Linked DNA regions of Mus musculus: all the other regions are linked to region 1. A link is a contact called in public Hi-C and HiCAR-type data. All regions are on one chromosome and are shown on one strand. The core of a region is the stretch at or near the end of the contact, and the rest is flanking DNA. Distances in the headings are between cores, read along the strand shown.

Region 1 (4,698 bases), core at 1,454-3,953:
GCCAAGAACCTGCCCCTGGATGTGGCCATCGAGTGCCTGACTCTGCGAGAGAGCCGGCGAGACATTGATGTGGTGAGGGACCCTGTGGAGGAAGAGCTGCTGAAAGAGGTGGAAGTCATTGAAGCCACCAAGAAGGTCCTACAGGAGAAGATCAGCCAGGCCTTCCAGCACCTCTGGTGAGGCGGGGGGGCGACCGGAGCACACTCACATGCACCCGGGGGCATCATGGGACTTGCTGGATGATACTTTCTGTCCCTCACAGCCTTCTGGCAGGAGATATTGGTCATTTAGGACTTGCTTTCCAAGGCCTACTCATTGTCAGGAACCTAGGCAGCCTTTGTTCCGCGGCTGAAAGTTCCACCATTGATCTTGGCCCCCTTATTGTAAATGTTCATGCGTGCATGTGAAGTCACATACCTGTGACTGAGGTACACTCTGAGGGACACTCATAAGGCTGTTCTGTCTTAGATGCAGCAGCACATGCATCACACACAGACACACACACACACACACAAGCATGCGCGCACACACACATACCACAAACCTTCAGTATCCCTGCAGTCCAGTGAGGCTCGCGTCCTGGTCCTTGGGAGCCATGGCTCCAGTGTCTTCTCCTTCTCCAGTCTCCTGCAGGAAATTCGGCAGCAACTCAACTCTGACCACCGGGACAAAATGGAGACACTGGAGATCGACAGGGGCTGCCTCTCTCTCAACCTCACTTCCCCAAACATCTCTCTGAAAGTCAACCCCACACGCATCCCCAAAGAGTAAGACCAGTGTTTCAGTCAGTCCTTTCTGTGTGCCTTGTGTGTCCCTGTGACCTCCATTGTTTCCTTGTGTGTCCCTAGGACCCCATTGTTTCCTTGTGTGTCCCTGTGACCCCATCGTTTCCTTGTGTGCCCCAGTGACCCCCATTGTTTGCTTGCCTCCACAGCTCCACCACACTGCAGCAGTGGGATGAATTTACTCGATTCAACAAGAACCGGGCAGAGGCCGAAATGAAAGCGTCCATAGAGTTGAGGGAAGCCATTGCCCTAGCTATTGCTCAGGTGACTAAGCCCAACTCACCTCTGTCTTTCTTTCCACACTGACCACATGTTAGCCCTTCCCTGACTTCAAACAGCAATCTCACAAGGCCATGACACCCTCTTCTGGCCTGGCTCACCCTCCTCATGCAGACCAACAATGAACTGGACGCTCAGAGGGTTGCAACAGAATTCACCTTCAGGAAGCGGCTTCGGGAAATGGAGAGTTTTTACAGTGAGCTCAAGTGGCAAGAGAAAAATGTGAGTGTCACCACCACCCCCTTACCCTCCCCCAACCCCACCACCCTGCCTTTCCCACCATGCTGTGAGGCAGGGCATAAGGAACCCTGCCCTGAAGCTTCAGTTGGGAGCCCTAGTGTGAGTCTTGCCGGTGGAGAACAGTAATGTCTGCCACAGACCTTAGAAGAGATAGCCGAGCTGCAGGGAGACATTCGGCGCCTGGAGGAGGACCTGCGTAGAAAGATGATGAACTTGAAGCTTGCACATACCCGGCTGGAGTCCAGAACCTACCGGTCCAATGTGGAGCTCTGCCGGGACCAGGTACAAGGGGCCCCGGTGGGGACCACCCCTGTCTGCTAAGGAGACCTCAGTATTACCCCTCTTCGCACGTTTCTTGTGGAACAAGCATTCTGGTCCAAGGCAGTTATGCGACCAGCTGAAGGGTCTTGCGGCTGAACTGAAAACCCCATCCTGCCCCTCTGTCTTCAGACACAGTATGGCCTCATTGATGAAGTCCACCAGTTAGAGGCAACCATCAATACCATGAAGCAGAAGCTGGCCCAAACACAGTAGGTTTAGAGAGTGGGCAGGAATAGTGGGGGGCACTGCTCAACCATGGGGCCGTAGTGCCTGCTGGTCTCTCTGGGCTTTATGCTGGTGAGATGTCCTGGCCCCTGCAGCCTGATGTAGGGCTCTGAGCTCCCGATGCTTTGCGTTACAGGAACGCTTTGGATGCCCTGTTCAAGCACCTGGCCCGGATACAGGCTGATATCGCGTGCAAGACCAACACCCTGCTCTTGGACACCAAGTGTATGGACACCCGACGCAAGCTGACGGTGCCGGCTGAGAAATTTGTGCCCCAGGTGGACACCTTCACGCGCACGACAAACCGCACACTGAGTCCACTCAAAATCTGCCAGCTGGAGCTAACCTAGGCTTTGGCGGCTGAGGGAAGACACAAGATTGGTGGGAGGGGGGAGTAGTGAGGGGACAGTAAAATAATAAAAATGGAGTTCTCAAGCCAGGCTCTTTTCTGCTACCCCATGAGAGTGGCTGACCGAGTGAGACAGTCCACTTGAGCGATGGAGTCGCCTAGACTTCATAGGGGTCGAGTCCAAAGCGACTCCAGAAGGAATACGGGTGTAAAGATACAGGTGATCGCCCGCGGGCAGCAGTGGCTTTGAGTGGGCAACATTCTTGTTCAGGTGCTTTTCAAAGGGTCCTCCGCGGGATTTTAGGGAGCTGTCGGCCGCATTTGTGGTGCCATTTACAAATGAGAAGGTAGGGAGCGCCAAAGCGAAGCGTGCGAGTACTTATGGGGCGCTGAGACTCCCAGCCGTTGAGTGGCGCTGTGGGGTAGGACGTAGGCTGAGACTCCGGGCCACAAGGGGGCGCTGTGGGGCCGCGGGGAAGAGACGACCAAAGAGGCGGCAGCATCGATGCCGGAAGTGGCGACTAGTCCGCGCGCGGATGGCGGTGGCTGCGGCGGCAGCAGCTACAGCGATGTCGGCGGCGGGGGGCGGCGGGGCAAGTGCGGCCCGCTCCATCTCGCGCTTCCGAGGTTGCCTGGCGGGCGCGCTGCTGGGAGATTGCGTGGGCGCTGTCTACGAGGCACACGATACCGTCAGCCTGGCATCAGTCCTGAGTCACGTCGAGAGCCTGGAGCCGGACCCGGGCACGCCGGGCAGCGCGCGGACAGGTGGGCGGGGCACCACCGATCGGGTCCCCACCCCTGGGCGAGGGGACCGAGACTCGGGGGCGCGCGCGCAGACTAGGCTGCCGAGGTGGAGGCTCCTGCGGCGAGCTCCCACGAAGTCACGAGGCTGAAGGCCCCTGGATCGAATCGGTTTGCTCCAGCTCTCCGTGGTTGTAGGTCTCCAGCCATGACCACATTCAGAGCGCAGGCCTCGCCTAAAACCTTGGCTAGAGCCAGTTCCCGCGTGGCCAGTTCCGTCGTGACCAGCTTTCTCAAACTGCTGGCCCGATGTGGGCGTCGGCGAGGGCTGTCCCTAGCCTGTTAAGACATGTCCCTTCCTTTCGCTTGCAAACGCAGCTTGTCCTCAGATTCCAGGTCAGATGTCAGTAGAAGACTTGGTTCTTCTTGAAGAGCATGTAACATAGTAGAAGGGGGCCGTCGTCAGAACCCCAGAGGACTCCACGAGTTAAGAGGCATTTAGAGGTAGGGGAAGGAGCGAGGAAGGACGGGGTGTGCCGAGAAGTAGGAAGGATGGTAACAAAACCAGAGGAAAGAATTTCAAGACTAGGACACTGGTGTGTTACAGAAAAGTCAGGGTAGTCTGGACCCAGAAAACCATGTCGAGTTGGTCGAGAACATGGAAAACGGGTGTTAAAGGAAGCAGAGATAAGACAAATTTTATTTCATTATGGTTTGGTAAGATGGAAAAAAAAAAGGTGTGTTTTAGGTTGAGTGGTAGTTGGGACCCTGTGGCTGCAGGAAACACATTTTAAGAGGGTCTGAGTGGAAAGAACTGACAGAGTCCAAAGGAAGTTCTGGCCTCCAGCAGTGCTAAGTCCAGGAGTTCAACTCCTAACTAGCTTGCTTGGTTCCTCTTGGCCTTGAGTTTCCCTTTGGGGGGAGCTCACTTTGGCAGTCTCCTTTTCCTACAGTATGGTCCCAGTAACACTGCAGAAGAGGTTCTCCTTGGGGCTGGAGAGATGGCTCTGCAGTTAAGAGCACTAACTGCTCTTCTAGAGGTCCTGAGTTCAAATCCCAGCAACCACATGGTGGCTCACAACCACCTGCAGTGGGATCTGATGCCCTTTTGGGGGTGTCTGAAGACAGCTACAGTGTACTTACATATAACAAATAAATAAATCTTTAAAAAAAGAGAGAGAGAACGAGAGAGATTCTCCTTTGCTCCAACTCTACGAACATTGCAACTTGAGTCTGGAGCCCAGTCCTACATAAGGGACTGGCAATAAGAGATGGATGCCTTCAAGTTGCCGTCTAACTAGGCAGGAGGTCAGTCCTCCAGCTAGGACTAAAGAAGAACGGCTCCCTCAGGAAGACCAGGGCACAGAGCAAAAGGAGGGAGGACACACAGTGCCCCCTCACTCACAGACATGTGCTGAGCATATAGAGAGAAGGGCAAAGAGCAACACCTGACCCCAGTGAGCGAGGGTGACCTTTACCTATGACCAGGCTGGCAAAGACTAGGAATGTGTTTACAGCTATGAACGTGGGACACAGGGGCCACCTGAGAAGAGGGGAAATGGAGTTTGAACAACAAGGAGGGAGTGGACTGGCTATCTGAAGGATCCGGGAGGCACTCATTAGACGAGTCCATTCTCTGTAACTGTCTTCTCTCAGTGAAGCAAAGGTCCTGTCCTAGCAGGTTAGTAGCCTCTTTGAGTGTGGCATGTTAGAAGTATCAGAGTAGGGCTGGGCGCACTCTTTTAATCCCAGCACTCG
Region 2 (4,698 bases), core at 717-3,216, 920 kb before region 1:
ACATCCAGACCTCATGGAAGATTTGAAGGCTCCTCATTTCCCCCTTTTATTCTCTTTGGGGGAACTTGGGTGTCTTGTGGGCCTGACACTACACATGGACCTTCAAAGGCAAAGAACTGCAGCAAGATTCAAGTTTCTCTTCCTGCTCCTTTGACCTGACACCATGCCCTATGCTCTACCATATCTCCCCTGGTCATCGCCTGACCCTCACATCTCTATGATGTAGGAACGAGGAGCCCAGATTCTTGTCCAAGGCCATAGTGGCTCAAAGACACTGTGTCAGCTTGCCAAAATCATACAAGTGGCAGGCCCGCTGGTCTGAGGCCAAGCCTGGGCTTTTTTTCTAGCAGAAAGAACACTCTGCAGATGTATGCATGGTGTCCGTTCACACCCTAGATGTGTGGAGGGCCTCCTACAGCTCCCCATTAGCTTGGCTTTTCATTACACTGAAAGTCTTCCTTCCTTCTGAGCTCTGAAGTTATATCATGAGATCCGAGAAACCTTACAATGTACACATTAACAAAGAGGGGAAGCTCCAAAGAACCCCAAACTCAATCCTCCATTCTATTTTTAACTCAGTACTTCGTTCTATTTTCTGTTTTAAGTTTTGGGGTTTGTTTGGTCAGCTGGTTTTGGTTTTTTGAGATAGGGTTTCCCTGTGTAGCCCTGCCATTCAGATTCCTTCTGTAGACCAGGCTGGCCTCAAACTCAGAGACTGGACTGGCCTGCCTCTGCCTCCTTAGTGCCAAGATTAAAGACATGTGCCACCACCGTTGGGCTTGTTTTTATTTTTAAGACAGGTTCTCATGGCACCCAGCCTGGCCTCAAACCCTCAAAGTAGCTAAGGATAACTTTGATCTGCCGACGCTCCTGTTTCCAGTGCCAAGTGCTTGTGATCACAGGTCCACACCAAGTGCAAGTCCTTTATACAATTCCTGGGTAGAGACTCTCAATTTTCCAATTTGTCTTAGGGCGGGCATATCAAGCACCAGTCTATGAGTATTACTCTTGTACATAGAAAGCCCAAGTTCTATGTGCTCTTGTCCGAATTCCAGTCATCCATGTATACAACACAACCTTCTCTTCGGTAAGCTATGTGGGCCTACCCTACCTGTCTACAGCTCTCAAAACACCCTGGAGCTCCACAAGGTTAAGAACTAAGGATGTCCGGATCGTCCTATGCTCTGTGCCTCTTCCCACCCTTGCTATCCTCCCTAGCAAAGAGCTAAAAAAGTTTGTTGGTCGAATGAATGACAGGCAGCATAAACATGTTGCTTTGTTTATGGAAGACTACAGCAGCCTTCCACCCGCACTCACAAAGGGGTATAGGGATATGATCATAAGCAGCTAGACTTCATGAAGTCATCCCGAAGGTATCAAAATGTAAGTAGCACAAGTGTTTCCCAAATACTGCAACGCCTATTTCCAGCCCGACACGCAGGGGCGCCAGCCAAAGGCTCCAGGTACAGGTCAACCGGGCCGCCAGGAAACCTGTCCCAGTGCCTGAGCCCACCGGAAGCTCTCCAAATGAGAGCAGTCGTAGGAGGTCCGAGAAGGTGAAACCATCAGCCTTGACAGCCAGCCAAGTTGGGATGGGAGCGCCAGTGAGGTTCGGGTCATCAGCTCCTGTTCCCTGTCCAGTCACGCCACACGCGTGGCTTCGTCACCCTTCGGCCTGCAGGGGCCTGAGGCGGACGAGATCTGACCACAGTCCACACTCGGCCACCAAAAGCTGGCCGAGGCCGAGCGGGTCACGGAAACCATCGCTCCCTCAACTAGGAGGAGCCGTTCCCGTGGGACTGGGGGCCAGCGATCCTGGGAAGCGAAGTGCCCTCAGCCCTGGGAACTCACCTGCGGTCCAGCCCGCACACCCCGGACAGGTCCCGCGCTGCGCCCGCTAGCCGGGAGCAACAGGGACGCCGAGGTTCCCAGTGGCCCGCGGGGCGCGCCCGAGGCCCCGCCCACTGGCATCTCTCGGAGAGCAGCGATTGGCTGAGCTCCAGCCAGCTACAGAAGAAAGGAAGCCAGGCACCCGACCCTGCGTTGGACTAAACGCAGAATAGTATAGCGCCCCCTGACGGCTCGGAGGCTCCCCTGTGACGTTGCCACATGCTTGTGAAGAAGAAAAAAGAATAGTCAGCTTTCATTGATCCAAATGAAGTTCATTAGGTGTCTTCCGAGACTTACCTAGGTCGGATATTACTGAAACCGAAAACCCAACCCCTGACCTCCAGAAGCTCCCGTAGCAGAGAATAACCTAGTACTTTCAATCTTCTTGGGATCTGTGCTTTCAGGCTGTGTGTCCTTGGGAACATCATTAATTAATCTGAGCCTCAATTCTTCTGCATAGCGTTAAAACCTTCCATTTCAGCAGGGATGTTGCAAGGGTTAGATAACATCTTGTTTGTAAAATACTGTGCCAGGCACACATCTCGCAGGGAACTAGATTGTAGCGTTAGTGAGTCTACAAATTGCTGAAAGTACCAAGACCCTCTGATCGCAAGTACTCACTCTCCTTCCTCCATGTTTCCCCTGTCCCTGAGCGGAATTATACTTATCACATATAAGAAAAAGCCTCACACCCCAAGCTCTCTAATGGACTACCATAGTCCTGCCTTCTCAACCTGCCCACACTGCTCTCAACCTGACCAGTCTCCTTCCCACTAATAGCATGCTAAAAATCAACGTTTGAAGCCTGTGTGTCCATGTTCTTTCATCTACCTGGAGTGCTCTACCCAGCTTCCCTTAAGTCTACCCAGCTTCCCTTAAGTTAGCAGTGAGCCATTTCTCAAGGTCACGGGTACTCTCACAGGAAGCGTCTTCAAGACTGTACTGTCAAGTTAGAGATTCTTCCTCTTTTAGATCAAAGAGCCCAAAGCTAAGCCTGACAGCGAAGATGGGGAGGAAGAAGCTGCCAGAAATTAGCAACCGTGATTATCAGACCTTGATTACTTGTGCATTGAATCTGTGGGAAGAGATCAGAACAGTCTAGAACACAGGCTGGCATTTAGCCATTCTACAAGCTAGACATTGGCGATACAAATGGGGACTGCCCTCCGTAGTTTCCTGGATGGAGAAGAAACAGGAAGACCCACACAGTGTCATAACAGAGGACACTGTCCGTCCATACAAGAAGAATGAGTGGAGGTTCCCTGGAAGGACAGATCCCTAAGCTGGATCTTAATAGTGACTAGAAGTTCCCTCCAGCAGACCTGGGTAAGCACAGAATCCCCAGCTAAAGTGGAAATGACAGCATTGAGAAGTCCTGAGGCGCAAGACCAGCCTTGGCTCTACACCAAGATCCTATATCAATTAAAGGAGTCAGTTAGCACTTCCAGATCACACAGAACTACAAGCTGAGACCCTGTCTAAAAATAAAGTAAAATACCAAACACTGGAATTAGTTGTTTAATTAATTCAAATCTTGACTCTGTGGCCTGCTAATCTGAGAAAATATATTTATAACCTTTTAAAAATGATTTTAATTATGTGTGTGTAAGGGGGGGGTGCAATGAATGTAGGCACCCATGGAAGTCAGAAGAGGGCGTCAGACACACAGGAGTTTATGAGCTGTCAGACATGGATGCTGAGAACCAAGCTAGGCTCATCTGCAGAGTGGTGTGTTCCTTAACCACAGTACCATCTTATAGACCTATTTGTATTTAAAAAAAAAAAAAACCAGTAAGAAAATACCCTAGGACTGGCCAGATGGCTCAGCAGATAAAGGTATTTGCCACCAAACTGATGGCCTGAGTTTAATCCTCAGGACCCACATGGTTGAAGGAGACTCTCAACTCCTGAAAGTTGTCCTCTGAACTCCCCATAGGGTCTGTGGCTTGTGAGCATACACCCACACACAAATAAATAAAAGGAATAAAAACCTTTAAGACATCCTCTAGGGTTGCTGTTGTAAATCACGCTAGTGTGCAGATAGCGCTTGCCACACCTCTTGGCATTTGCTCAATGAGTGTTTGGTAATGAATCCTTCTTGTCATGTTAAGATTCCCCCAGATTCCTGCTTCTTTCTGCAAGGTTCATCCGAGGCATTACTTCACAAATGGAAAAAAATTCCGAGTAATATCTTCAAGTTGGCCCATTTTGTCACTCCCCAGATCCAGTCTACCTCACCTGTGCTTCTAACTGCCCCTCAAAATCAACACCATCATTTCTTCCCTGGACCATCTTAGCAGTTCCCCACCCCTCAACTGCCCCCCACTGCCATGCCCGTTCCTTTGGCCAAAGGACCCTTTAAAATCTAAATACAACAATGGAGTCCCCAGCTTAGCCACTGATCCCTTCTGACCATGCCATCCATCCTGGGCTGCCCTGTCTAGTTCTAGCTTTCTTCTCCAATCATTCAGAACTCGGTCATCTTTCCAAGTCTTTGCCCACACTAGTCCCTTGACTGGAAGTGGGTATCCTCCCTCCCATGTCTCCTATGCAAGTAAGACAGTTCACATGGCTTTCCCAAACTCACTGTTCAGCAGATGGATATCTGTTCCTGTTAGAAACAGGAAAGCTAGCTACCTTTGTAACCATGCAAAGAGGTTGGAGCATATTTAAAAGTGACCAGGCCACAAGGACCCCAAATCTATGGATGAGATTGCAAAAGGCTGTCTGTCACCCCTCAGCTCCCCCTCTTCCGCTTGCTTTCCAGCATGGGGGGAATTCAGGAAGAAGGCCTTCACCACCAGGTGC
Region 3 (4,698 bases), core at 1,156-3,655, 650 kb before region 1:
CCTTGGACTAGTCTCTTGATATCTATGAACTTCTTTGTAAATTTTGGTTAGGTCTGTGGTACTCCCTATATGCTTTCTCTTTTCTCCTTCTATATAAATAATTGCATGGAATGTCCCTGGCACGCTCCTATGTTTTCTGGAATGTGCAAATCACGCCTATTATTCAAGACCCAACTTATCAGACCTCTAGAAACTTCCTGTTGTATTGGAGAGCCTTAGGCTGAGAATCAAGATGCCTGTCAGCCCTGAATGCTGTTACTAATCCTTTGTGTGATCTCTTGCTATTCACATTTTACCTGGGCTTTGGTTTCATCTTAAACCATGGAAACGGGCCTTGGGGTGTGTCTCATTGGGAGAATGCTTTCTTAGCATTGTGAGGGAGGTCCCTAGCACTGCAGAAGAAAATATAGTGTAGTCGAACTAAACAATGCACTTAAACCATTAAAAAAAAAAAAAGCCTGGCATTTTTCTAATGATAGGAGGATGCATGAGTAGAAGAAGAGAGGACATGGCTGAAGCTGGGGTCCCCACTTTCAGTTGAATATCAGAAGTTTCACTTTTCCTGATTTTTTAAAAAAGATTTATTTATTATATGTAAGTAAGTACACTGTAGCTGTCTTCAGACACTAGAAGAGGGCATCAGATCCCATTACAGATGGTTATGAGCCACCATGTGGTTGCTGGGAATCGAATTCAGGGCCTCTGGAAGCGCAGTAAGTGCTCTTAGCCGCTGAGCCGTCTCTCCAGCCCCTGATTTTTTTCCCCTTTTCTTACTTTAGACAATCTATGCAGACCAGGCTGGTATCTATTTTCAACTGTTCCCTTCAGAAGTTCCACTTTTAAGCTGTTGGATTTTATTAGAAGGGAGTAGTCTACAGCCCATAAAAAGGTGGAAACCATCCAGTCTTATATTTAACTACAATCCCTGAAAACATATTTTCTTAACCTTTCTATTTGTTTTTTGCTTTGGACATGTAAGGAAAGAGTCTAGGATATGAAAAAAAAAACATTATCTGGCAGAAGTGAACATGTTTCTTTTTGTTCTACCCATAAGTGAAACAAAAGATAACAGGCCCAAGGGAGAATCAAGGACCAGCATGGAAACTTTCAGCCATTTCAGTGTTCAGCCAATGTTCCTGGGTTCAAAGAGCTACTGACTTACACACAGAAGTACAGCTGTAGAGCAACTTTCACCCTGTGAGCAGAGGAGCTCTGGGTCCCCTTGTATTGCCATGGAGAATAACAACTCTTCAGAGACTTAAACATTTTTTTTAATTAGTTCTTTGGGGATTTCCTAGTATACCAGCAGTCCAAGCACTTGGTCAAGGCAGGAAGACCAGCAGTTTCAGGCCACTCTGGGTTACATAGCAACCTAGCTCCAACCAACCCAACTCCAACCAATCCAACTCCAACCAACCCAACTCCAACCAACCTAAACTAATTTCCTTGTATTTTTTACTATATGTCTGTCTGTTGTGCCTATGTCTTCATTAAGAATCCAAGAGGGGACTTCAGCTCTCATTATCTTTGGCTTCGTTGTGCTTCAGGGAAGATAGTGCCTACCCTTGGATTTCCTGCCTTGACAGTTCAAGCTCCTATTCTTTAAGTCAGACCCTCAAATTCCTTCAGTGGAGGCAAATGATGGCACACAGCAGTTGCAGGTCATCACCATGAAACTTCTCAGGAGAGCAGCCATGTTCTTGAACTATCAAGACTCTTGACATTTTATGTTCTTTTGCCTTGACGACAGTTTTGTGTGTTCAGAATCCTGGAGGAATGCAATTCCAGACTGTGTTCTAGCTCCTCACCAGCCACTCGATATCTTGAGGTAAATTAATTTATTTCAAATGACCATACTGGCAATGTTAACTTTGAAAGCAATGGAGTAGATGGTTTCTAAGATCCTTTTTCATTTTAGTATTCTAATGGCAAGCAGGTATTGAGGAAATTGTCTTCAGTTATTGGTTCTGCCTTCAACACTACCAGTGGATCTGGTTTTAAGGTTGGAAGTTGTTCCTTGAGAGTCGACGCCCTTTACTTGACAAGCTGTTGGTTTCTCCTTCAGATAACAGTCTTGTTTTCTTCTTGGTTGGGATTCTTCATGTTCATAGGGTCACTGAGAACTTTGGCTCATCAGGGTTCTCTCCTTTTGGCAATATCTCTGTAGTCAGGTGTAGGGTGGTGATGTGAACCCCTCACTGACATTTCACCAGATAGTCCTTCCATTAAGATCTTTCATTCTGACATCATCCCTTCGTCATGGTCCCTTTAAGGGAGCGGCCATAGTTGAGTGGTGGGAGCAGCTGCTGGCAGCAAAGAGACTAACAGGATTAGGCCTAGCCTGGGCCACTCACCGCGCACGCTCAGGACCGGGGGCTTGGTGGGAAAGGGAGGAGGGGCTTGTGGCGCGCCTGCGCATCAGGGGCGCGCGCAAGGGGCTGGTTTGGAGATCCCTTTAAGAAAACCACTGGCGGAGGAATTTCTCTGAGAGAAAATAATCCTCCTCACGGGGCCCCTTGGAGGCCATTAACCCCCCGAGTCCCGGCCCCCCTGCCCCGGCAGGCCCTTGCGCCCACGCGCCCGCCCGTGGGACCCCAGGAGCTGCGGCTAAGCGCGCGGGCCTCCGCCCCCCTCGTCACTCCCGCGCCAGGCCCGGCGGGGGCCGAGGGGGACCGAACCGCAGCGGGTGAAGCGCCGGTGTCTGCAGTGTGGGCGGGGGCCGAGAGGGGCCGCGGCCGCCGCGCCGGGAGCCGCCGCGGTTCCGAGCGGGGCCCAACATGGCGGAGCGGGAGGTGGAGACCGGCCCCCGAAAGAGGGTAGGTGAGGTGAGGCCGCGGGCCGTCTGCGGGCTGCGGGCTGCGGGCAGGCGGGCGGGCGGGCGGGCGGGGGGCGGGGCGCGGCCGGCCCCGAGCAGCCCGGAGCTCACGGGTGGCGCGGTGGTCGACGGCCGGAGGGAGGGGCGGCCCGAGGCGGCACCGGGGTCCCCTCGGCAGGTGGGACAAAGCTCGGTGGCCGGCGGGGAGGGGGAGGGGCGGGGGCCGTGGTCCGCTTGGCTCCCCTCCCTTTGCCGGCGTGTGGGTGGTGGTGCGTATTCGGGGGGGGGGGGAGCCTGGGAGACGCAAGGTGTCAGACTCCGCTTCTGCATCCTCGAGGAAAAGGGAGTCTATGGAAGTTTCTCTGGGGAGAGGTCAGGTGGGGGTAGAGGTGGCGGGAAGAAGTCGTGGAGGATTGGTCGTTTCCTGAGGAGTAACCGGGAGGGTGCTGCGGGAACCCCGGAGCCAATTCATCTTCCTGCCTCCACTCCCCTCCCCCTTGACCGTTATCAAGCCCCAAAGTGGACATGGTGCTCTCTTCACCTTAGAAGAAGTGGGGTTGTCGTCTTGAAGTTGGGGGAATGTGTTCTGATAGCCACGGATGTGTTATAGTCTAGCATTCTTTACCTGCAGTTAGTAACGTGGAAGAGTGACAAGTTTTGTCCTTAGGATGTACCCAGCCAGCCTTGCCTGCCCTAGGTAAAGCCTTGTCTACACAGGAGTTGTAAGCCGTTTAAAAGTTTGTCTTGAAACTTTTTTTATTTTTAATTTAGTTGTGATTCATTTTCTTCAGATGGAGAACAATACTATCCACTGAGTAATGTTTTTCAAGGCTTTTTTTTTAAACTTCCCCTCACCCAGCATGTTAAGCATCAAGTTTGTTAAGTTTCCTATCAGGAGTTTTCCTTTTGGAAATGGTCTCCAAATGATGAGTTAGTTGTTAAACCAAGCTGCTTAAAACATGAATCTTAACCAAAAATGCTTTTTCATTCAGCATAAATGTCTATTCAAAGATGCATACTGTTAACATCCTGAGTGCTGACTGTGTGCCTGACATTGCACGAAGTGCTTTGTGAAGAGTTCAACCTCACAGTAACTATGCAGCCCATTTGTGGCTGAAATGTAGATTTATTTCCTATCTTACATAATTAAGTTTGCAAAGTCCAGAGTTTTGATCCGAGATTTGAAAACAGGTTTGCAAATGCTTGTGTTGGTTGCATTTAAGGTTTTTTTTTTTTTTTAATTCTTCTAGTCCTGTCATTGGATCCTGGGCCTTAACATCTGATAGACAAGCCTATACCACTGAGGTAGACTCCTAGCCTGAGGAGTTTCTCTTTTTAAAAATGTAAATGATGTTTCTAACAGGTCATTAGAAAACTTTATAACCATCAATAAAAGTAAAAATACAGTTTAGATTCAGGGTGCTACTGCATTCCCAAACCCCTAGATTCTACTATTGACAGTTTTCCCAGATTCTTGTTTACCAAACCTAGTTATTTCATCAAGCCATCTCTTTACCCAGTCATTCATTAGTCTTTTTTTTTTTTTTAAGATTTATTTATTTATTATATGTAAGTATACTGTAGCTGTCTTCAGACACTCCAGGAGAAGGAGTCAGATCTCTTTACAGATGGTTGTGAGCCACCATGTGGTTGCTGGGATTTGAACTCTGGACCTTCGGAAGAGGAGTCGGGTGCTCTTACCCACTGAGCCATCTCACCAGCCCCCATTAGTCTTTTAAGTACACTGCATTTTAGCATTTTTAATAATTAAAATGTAATGTTGGTTGTCTTAGGTTTGCAAAATGTTGGGCTCTCTTCATATATTTATCATTGAACAGGTTAAGCTGTATTAATATAATGTATGTTCAAACAGGTCATTTACA

Evidence for each region. A called contact is a pair of places that touch in the nucleus more often than the background predicts. HiCAR-type assays count read pairs that join an accessible place to other places.
Region 2: a Hi-C map of regulatory T cells shows a contact between it and region 1, with 3 times the contacts expected there. The contact joins the promoter of Smim12 here to the promoter of Adprhl2 in region 1. A contact is called at or near these places in 2 of 39 promoter capture datasets (liver and pre-B cells) and 4 of 484 Hi-C or Micro-C datasets (B cells, CD4 T cells, CD8 T cells and 1 more).
Region 3: a HiCAR-type map of astrocytes shows a contact between it and region 1, with 4 times the contacts expected there. The contact joins the promoter of Zmym4 here to the promoter of Adprhl2 in region 1. A contact is called at or near these places in 3 of 39 promoter capture datasets (hippocampal neurons and liver), 1 of 484 Hi-C or Micro-C datasets (embryonic stem cells), 2 of 115 datasets of contacts at active chromatin or transcription factors (astrocytes and embryonic stem cells) and 3 of 9 other capture datasets (adipose tissue, macrophages and pancreatic islet).

What each region holds. Positions count from the first base shown.
Region 1 is chr4:126,319,708-126,324,405 of GRCm38.p6, reverse strand. Adprhl2 (ADP-ribosylhydrolase like 2) reads left to right here and starts at 2,703. Exons shown (of 6, transcript NM_133883.2): 1 at 2,703-2,964. The coding sequence starts at 2,736. Tekt2 (tektin 2) reads left to right here. Exons shown (of 11, transcript NM_001357262.1): 5 at 1-176; 6 at 624-767; 7 at 935-1,049; 8 at 1,179-1,286; 9 at 1,443-1,586; 10 at 1,755-1,834; 11 at 1,987-2,285. The coding sequence ends at 2,200.
Region 2 is chr4:127,241,052-127,245,749 of GRCm38.p6, reverse strand. It overlaps Smim12 (small integral membrane protein 12), which reads right to left and starts at 1,966. Exons shown (of 2, transcript NM_030252.2): 1 at 1,852-1,966.
Region 3 is chr4:126,965,934-126,970,631 of GRCm38.p6, reverse strand. It overlaps Zmym4 (zinc finger, MYM-type 4), which reads left to right and starts at 2,405. Exons shown (of 30, transcript NM_001114399.2): 1 at 2,405-2,816. The coding sequence starts at 2,778.